Regions from separate parts of the Mus musculus genome. Here region 1 is linked to region 2. Evidence: chromatin contacts called from public Hi-C data. All regions are on one chromosome and are shown on one strand. Each heading gives the region's core, a stretch centred on a gene start, on an enhancer-like site or on the middle of the called end of the contact. The rest is flanking DNA. Distances are from core to core; before and after follow the strand shown.

The links. A called contact is a pair of places that touch in the nucleus more often than the background predicts.
Region 1: a contact with region 2 is called in a Hi-C map of regulatory T cells, with 4 times the contacts expected there. The contact joins two enhancer-like sites. A contact is called at or near these places in 4 of 39 promoter capture datasets (the 3T3-L1 cell line, the C10 cell line, hippocampal neurons and 1 more), 3 of 15 datasets of contacts at CTCF or cohesin (hippocampal excitatory neurons, large pre-B cells and pro-B cells), 101 of 484 Hi-C or Micro-C datasets (the 63-12 cell line, the AML12 cell line, B cells and 61 more), 8 of 115 datasets of contacts at active chromatin or transcription factors (the 230-238 cell line, bone marrow-derived dendritic cells, embryonic stem cells and 5 more) and 3 of 9 other capture datasets (adipose tissue, liver and pancreatic islet).

The regions. Positions count from the first base shown.
Region 1 is chr10:7,002,413-7,006,673 of GRCm38.p6, forward strand. It overlaps a transcript of Oprm1 not described here and a transcript of Ipcef1 not described here. Among named protein-coding and RNA genes, the nearest start is that of Ipcef1, 24 kb to the left of the region's middle. Within about 2 kb of position 3,004, at least 9 of the 459 cell types and tissues checked have an H3K27ac peak or open chromatin away from gene starts, as enhancers often do. A contact at or near this core is called in CD8 T cells and regulatory T cells, where this site is marked.
Region 2 is chr10:6,883,074-6,887,261 of GRCm38.p6, forward strand. It overlaps Ipcef1 (interaction protein for cytohesin exchange factors 1), which reads right to left. Exons shown (of 9, transcript NM_001170800.1): 9 at 3,292-4,188. It also overlaps a transcript of Oprm1 not described here. Among named protein-coding and RNA genes, the nearest start is that of Ipcef1, 95 kb to the right of the region's middle. Within about 2 kb of position 2,583, at least 4 of the 459 cell types and tissues checked have an H3K27ac peak or open chromatin away from gene starts, as enhancers often do. A contact at or near this core is called in CD8 T cells and regulatory T cells, where this site is marked.

The sequences.
Region 1 (4,261 bases), core at 1,754-4,253, 120 kb after region 2:
ACCAGGAACTCATGTGGTATATGTACTTATATGTAGGCAAGCATTCATACACACTGGAGAGAAATGAAAGTAATCTAAACTCAATTCATGTTTCTCCTTCATGAAAAACAGTCAGCCAAAATTGGGGGTAAGAGGATGATAAGACTTGAGACAGCATGTTTCCTAACTGGTGGTGAGAAGAAGCTTACCAACCACACTAGGGGACACATGGGCATGTGCTGGTAAAGGTGAACTCATAGCTCCAAGGTTTCGGTGAAAATATTATTAGTTCCACAATGCCTTTCAAAAAAATAGTGAGAGCAAAATTGTTTTGAAAAATCAATCTGAAAATATTAATTTAAACAAGGTACATATATGTGAAAGAACTAAAGGAAGAAACAGTATTTCGTATGGTAAATAAATTTTGCATTATCAAATATTTTAAAAATGATTAGGACCCTGATGAGAATGTCATAAGACACTTTTGTGAGTTTGTTTGTTTGTTTGTTTGTTTGTTTGTTTGTTTATAAAGCAGAAGGCAGTCTCTCAGGGATTAAAATCATATACTATTCTTTTAGAGGAGTTAGGGCCCAGCACATTAGTCAGTTCATGACCCTCTGTACCTCCAGTTCCAAGGGATCCTACACTCCTTTCTGGCCTCTGCAGGTACCTGAACTTCATGTGCACATACCCCCAAACAAACACATAATTTAAATGGAATAACTCTTTTAAAAATATTTTAATGATATTCTATTAACAATCAAAGCAAAGCCTACTTGAGCGAGCAGTCTGCTGATCATTAATCATAATTGTGACAACTCATCATGATATGTGGCAGCTGGCTGGTAGAATCTCAAAAGGAATCCTTCGACATCATGCAAGAGGAGGCTTAAAGAATGTAAGTGCTCGATGAAGGGGTGAAGTGTTACACAGTCACCTTCCAGACATGATGAAGCTGAGCTCTGAAGCCATGATTCCCAACATAGGACAAGCACAAGACTAGGCCCATCAACATTCCTGCATCAAGAGAGGGGGAACTCAGAGGGCCAAGCTCCTCTTTGAGATTCTATAGCTACTTACCAATTGCTAGAGAGAGCCCCCCCCCACCCACCCATGAGGCGCTAGAAGCAGTCCATGGTTTCCGGAAAACGGATAGACAATTTCTTAAGTGGTGTAGGTGCAGGCGAGTTACCCATATTCCTTTAAATAACTCTCCTTTATGTGCCTACTGTAAATAGCCCTGATTAAACTCACTGGTTCACCTACATAAAAATGAAGAACCAGAGAAGTAAAAGTGGAGCCAGCTGAGAAGAGGAGGTTCAGTGAGAAGGAGGAGGAGGCAAGAGAGGAAATGAGGGTGAACTCGGTCACTATGTCAATATCATATTGGAATTATTATACAAGCAATATATGTAAATAAAATCGTTTTAAAGTGTCCAATGCATTTTAAATACATGAAAACTATGTTTAAGTTTTCACATATGTAAAGATCAACACTAAGATTATGATTAGTTTTGAATTATTTCATTCTAGCAATGAACAACATTCATAGTTGTATTCCACAGTTACAGAGAAAAGGCTGCATCTATGTGGTTAAGGAACATGCACTCAACCAAGTTATCACTCCACTGTGTCCATGGCTACTGCACAAGATATCACTCCCCTGTGTCCATGGCTATTGCACAAGATATCACTCCACTGTGTCCATGGCTACTGCACAAGATATCACTCCACTGTGTCCATGGCTATTGCACAAGATATCACTCCACTGTGTCCATGGCTACTGCACAAGATATCACTCCACTGTGTCCATGGCTACTGCACAAGTTTGTAATATATTTGTGTTGTTAAATTATTCATGAACAATAATTGCAACAATAACTTACTCCAAATAAAATCAATTTCTGTAAATAATTATTCCACCAAAAATTCAATTAAATTTTATTTAAATGTTTATGCTGTAGCACAGATGTGAAAATTAGTAATAGTTGGCCAAGCCTGGACATATTATGTTCTAGGATAAAAATCCAGGAGGAAAAAGAATCATAATTTGAGTCTCAGGAGAAACTAAAATAATGTGAAATTTGTAAATCCTGATGGTAATTTTTTTTAATGATAGAACTCATCAAACCTTTGTGGTATTTGTTAAATACAACTACTGAGATTTACAGTGTTCTAGAACCCACATTTTTATATGTACTAGCTTATATGACAATTAGGGAACCTGGGTATCCACCAGGCTTCCAGGTTACTTCATATGTCCAATATTACACACATACACATGCATAAATATGTATGTATATACATACATATATATATATATATATATATATATATATATATATATATATATATATATACATACACACACGCATATATATATACCTAGTGCCCTAAACACATGGACTAGAGACAAACATATTTGTATCTGAATCTCAACTTCATCACTTGTTAAGTATACAAACTTGTAAACATCGTTAATTCATCTGATTAGGGGATACCCCACAAGTTAAACAATAATAATAACCAACTCACAGAGATTTTGTGAAAGCTAAATAAGACAGATTAGAGCAAGCACTCAGGCACAGCGAATGACCAGTAGGTGGGAGCAATTTCCTAGAATGGAAGCAATTATCTAGAAATAGGTTTGTTATACAAAACTACTCTTGCAAACGGAATGAATGCATACTTTGGAGGCTCAGGCAGGTGTGATAATGGGCTTCATAAGATGGAACTGCTCTCACACTCTGGGGCTGATTAAAATTCCTAGCTGGAGCTCCACACAACATTTTTGGAGCCTCATTGCTGATCTCAAGAGTACACTTTTCTTGGTTATACTGATGACAGTCATCTTCCTTAGAGAACTCCTTAAAACCCAACAACAGGCAGCAGAGCAAAACCAATGACATCATGTGCTTTTTTTTTTTTTTCAAAGTCTGTGACTTGAAAGACATTGCATTCCAGACATGTCTGCACCTGGTGAGTAGAAAGCATCATTCATTGTCAAATGAGTCCGAGAGTTAACCACAAAGAGGCTTTACTTACAAATACAAATGAAGAATCGTTCTAGTCTGCTTTTAGTGCAGACATCTTCCTTATACCAAGTGATACTACGTGTGTTCTAGCTGCTTTAGAAACTGCTAAGTCAGAAGTGTCCACTGTGAGCCCACATCATTTTGAAAAATAAAAGAGATCAAGACTATGGTTTGCAACAAACTCTGTATTTTTAAAGAAGGCTGGTGTGGTCTCTATTTTGTAAGAACTAAGAATAAAAGTTTTATTACATGGATTTGTAGATTCATAAGACCTAGCAGCAGTGTTTGATTAGAATGTTGATGTTTAACATGTAAAGGCTCATCACTTTAAAGTGACATGGAAACATTTGCTGCATAAACCTGATGACACAGTTCAATCATTAGATCCCATGGTGCATAGAGAGAACAGACATCTAATAGGTGGTCTCTGATCTCCACACAACTGCTGTGCACTCATGTGCCCAGACTCACACACCATATACATAAATACATGCACATACACATACATGAACATGTGTACACATGCACACACACACACCATATGCATGCACATACCCACGCACGCATATACCCACACCACATGCACACAGTACATATGCATGTACACCTGGTGAGTAGAAAGCATCATTCAACAACAAACCGTATGCACAAACATACATGCACACACATACACACATGCACACTCACACACAATATGCACACACACATACTTGGATACACATACACACAATGACAGTAAAAAAGTTCTAAAAAGATCATAACTGCGATTTAGAAATCATTTTCCAATTTAAATAAGATGAGGGCTAGGCTCACTCTCCTTTTCCTGAGCCTTAAGTGGAAATACCAAAATGAAGAACTGATACTTCTAAAAAGCAGATTAACTCATAACCCATTTACCCTCTGAAGTCGCAATGCTAGTTTTGATAAGGCATTAGAATAGCAATTGGCAGATTTATAGAAAGTAGAGGAATATAGGTAAATGCAATATCCTTGTTAACCCAGAAACCAGAAGAAACATGGCACCAGCAGTCCTTCCTCCTTAAGGTGTAAGACTCAGTCATCAAAACCATGCAGTTACTAGAGCAGAGACCATTCCCCTTGACTGACACCAGGAGCATTTGGTCAGCAGGTACGTGCTGTTGATGGGCCATCACAGTGGCACCATAGAAAGCAAAGAGAGCACTCATCTTGCCTCCTGTGTAAAAGCATGGGACATGAAATAATCCATTTGTTTTGCCAATTAACAT
Region 2 (4,188 bases), core at 1,333-3,832:
TTTCTACATGTCCTACATGTCACTTATAACCAGGCTAAAACACTGCCAAGATAAATAATATACCTTGTTGGAACTCACGTGCTTTTGTTCTTTTGTTACATGCAGACAAGGCTTTGCAGCTGTAGTAGTTTTCAGCCTCAGCTAGCATGTACATTCTTGGGGACATGCATGGTAGCCTCTACCTCTGCTGCCGAGGCTTCTCTCTGTTCATGATCATAATGCACAATCCCCAAGGCAGTCGTCTCCTTCTGAGCCCTTGAGTGCTCAGTGCTTCTCCAGAAATGCACACCATCTTATGGATAGTAAAATGTAAACACAGGGATTAGGTCCTTATATATGGCTATGCTGCCAGAGCTTCATCCTCAGGTGTCTCCCTGTAGAACTCCATGTCCCTTGGGCCATGCTTTCTCCACACAGAATGGATGGTCAGTTGTGGTACATAAGGCATGCCTTCCCCAGGCTGGGAGCTTTTCTTCTACCACTGACTTACAAAGTCACCCATAGGTAAGGCTATAAGACAATACTCATCCATCATATAGTGAACCAACCATTAACAAATTAAGCTTAAGCATTTTTGTCCTCTGCCAAACAATGAGAAATGGCCCCATGAGATGCATGTGGGCCGACTTAGAGGTGAGTGTGCTGGAGTGGAAATTGACAGAGATGTTGGGGTCACCTTTTCAGTTTCCTTGCGCCCCCTTAGGTACTACACTGGCTGGATTGATGTCAAGTTGACACAAGCTAGAATCATCAGGGATAAGGAGCCTCAGGTGAGGAGATGCCTCCATGACATCCAGTTATAAGGCATTTTCTCAATTAGCAATCAGTGGTGAAGGGCCCAGTCCATTGTGGGTGGTGCCACCCCGGGCTAGTGTCACAAGTTCTTTAAGAAAGCAGGACATGCATGCTATGGGGAGCACGCCAGTAAGAAGCACCCTCCCATGACCTCTGCAACAGCCCTTGCCTCCAGGTTCCTGCCTTCTTTGAGTTCCTGTCCTGACTTCCTTCAATGATAAGTAGTGATATGGAACTGTAAGCAGAATAAACTCTTTCTTCCCCAACTTGCTTCTTATGGTCGTGGTGGTTCATCACAGCAATAGAAACCCTAACTAAGACAGGTATTTAAACCAATATTGAATGTATCATTTCCACTTTATAATGGAGTGCTTCTGAGCTACCTCAAATGGCTGTCTAGTAGTACCTACATCTTGAGAGTTAGTTCTGGCTACAAAGTTACCTGTGCCCCTGACTGGACACTCTGCCGGGGTTAAATGGCATGCCAGAAGCATTTTTTACCCACTCTTTCTTGATGTTGTGGCCTCACTCAGAGCCTTTGGAATCTGTACTATGGATCTTGTATTAAGATTGATTTCCAGTGAATCCATGCTGTGGCCTTCTGTACTGTGTACATCTCTCCTAGTGTAAGATGTGACACATGCACAGCTTGCTCCTGCCACACAACTCATTCTTGTCCAAAAGTAGAATACTTTCACATCATGTAAGGAAGTCAGAAAACTCTTCCATATAGATCTGCTGCCTTGAAAGCTTCTACAGGCCTCACCAAGCACAATGCATGCTTCTTGCTGGCAGAAAAGCAAGGCACAGTCACTGTCCCTTTACTTTTGAGTGATAGATCCTGACTTGCCCCACCCCCTGAACCTAAATACTTAGCTCTCATTCTCTGAAGTCATGTATCTAATCTTATTCTTTATATCATCAGCCTGATGACTAGAGTTCCTTATCTCGGCATACCTTATTATACTGGCAATTTCTTGATCAAGACTACAATTGGTGATAGCCTTGACCCTGGCCACTGTTTCCAAACTAGTTGCCATTACACTAATTCTGGCTCTTGCTTAGATTGTTAAGTGTGGCCTTCTGGCCTTTGCCACTATTCTAGGATACTATCATCCACATTGTTACTAACCAATGCAGATTCTTTATGTTCTTTAACATTCGTCTGTATTATAAGACTGGTGCTCACTTGAGAAAATACATCCAGATACAGCACTCCCTTGTGTCTATGTCCGTTTATCACCTTTTTTATCACCAACTCCATGCCCATCTATCTGGAACCCTAATTTCCCATGGATTGAGAGAGACTGACTGGGGCCAGTCCGTGGCAGGTTCTAACTCTTTTTTTCTTTTTTTGTTTTGTTTTGGTTTGGTTTTTGAGACAGGGTTTCTCTGTGTAACCCTGGCTGTCCTGGAACTTACTCTGTAGACCAGACTGGCCTCTCAGAAATCCACCTGTCTCTGTCTCCCAAGTGCTGGGAATAAAGGTGTGTGCCACCACTGTCCAGCTTGGTTCTAACTCTTAATCTGCATTTCAAAAAAAATAATTCTCTAAACAATGTAGGTAACCAATAATGTTAATGAAATAGACAAGTCAAATTTTGCAGACCTTTGACACATTTTAAAATAATCATGTTATTTTACAGTAAGTCTGTAAAATGAGAGACATTGAGAAAGACCACAAAGGTTAGTGTAGAAATAAGTCCCAGTATAAAGTTATCTTTTAAAAATCACAATTCTGAAATCTGTTATCTTCATTTTGACCACCAGAGGGCGAAATAATCCTTGTTGAAGATCAAAAACTCAGCTACAGGTTAGTGTTTTCATACTGTTTTGTGGGTGGTGGTTTGTCTGGTTTGGGGTTGTTTATTTTAGTCTTCAAGGAGGAAGAAATAATGGAAGGCAGAAAATGAACACAAGTAGTGTATTTTTTTTCCATACCATTTTACTAGACAGTTTGCATTTCATCTTTATCTTACAAGTCATCCTGGGGAACAGGGAACAGGGGAAATGAGGCATGCCTCGGTTTTCAGTTTCCTCAAAACAGAGAGATGACAATAACCAAAAGCACAATGACAGATAAGGTATCAACCCCACAGTAACATCTTGCCCCATACCATACATTGTTGAACCCCATCCCCATCATGCAACAGCAGAACATGTGTGACTTAAACCATGGTTTCTATTACAGGGTGTTAAATGTCTCCATGGGGCATGCTTCCCTTTGGACTAAAGCTAAAGAGACATCAATACAGAGCAACTAAGTTTCTTTACAACGAAGGAAATGGAGAAGTTTCTTTTTAAATGCAGGGTCTGATTTCCTGTGCTCCATGTGATATGGTGTGATTGAGAAGGTTTTTTTCCTGTGAATGGAACATCCCTTTGACCCATCCATTTCACAGAGATTAGAAAATCTAATTTGAGGGGAATTTACTATTATGGATGACAAAACCTTAAGCTGGCAGTAACCTACATCTTGGATTGAATTTCTTTTGTGGGTAAGTATACAGAAATGTTTGATGGAAAAGAGATTGGAAATCTTCTTTGTGTATCCTATTCTGTTAGTGGGAAGCAGAACTACATTCTAAACCTGCATTTGGGCTGAGTACCGCTTCAATATAATGTGACATTTGAACAGTCACTCTTTGTACCTAGATCATTTGTATCGCTGTTCCAAAATATTGTCTTTCTCTTTTTACAAGCAGCCTGTGTCCGTAAAGTTAAATATGGCTTACATCGGCAGAGTACCTCTCCTCAAAAGACTGAAAACTATTTTTCTTTTCCTTTGTTCCCTCTGTGTGACTATGTGGTCTGAACCCTCCCTGAGGGAATGAGCCTCATCACAAATCCGTGGCTCATTTCTAATCCCTAAGTCTCTGATACCTGACAGGACAGTTCGCATCTCAAAAGGAAAAATTAGAAAAATGAGCATTTTCCAGCTCTTTAAAAGACTTGTATCCTTTAGCTTTAAAGTCCTCACAGTGCTAACATAGTGTGTTTTATAGAACGGACTAAAAGAAACAACAATCAGGCCAAGCTCCAGTTCTCAGAAAACCCAGTGGCAAGGCAGCGGGACCTTTCGGGAGACACTGCTCACAGCAGTGCCTCTGGGGGTTCAGCAGAAGCCGCAGGAGCCAGGTGTGCAGAACCCAGAGTAATAGACACAGGGGCCAAGTCAGACCATTTGATCCCCCAGCAGGCTAAGCGGAGACAAGCATTCCTCCTCTGCAGAGGGGCTGACAGACCTGAAATTCAAACTCAGATTCCGGCTGTACCACTTGGGGCTTTGAGCCAGGCATTTCATTACACCCATAGTTCACAATCATCCCGATTAGCCTATGGGGTGGTAGGACGCAGGGAAGGGGGTTTGGAACATACAGTTAGCAAACTTCA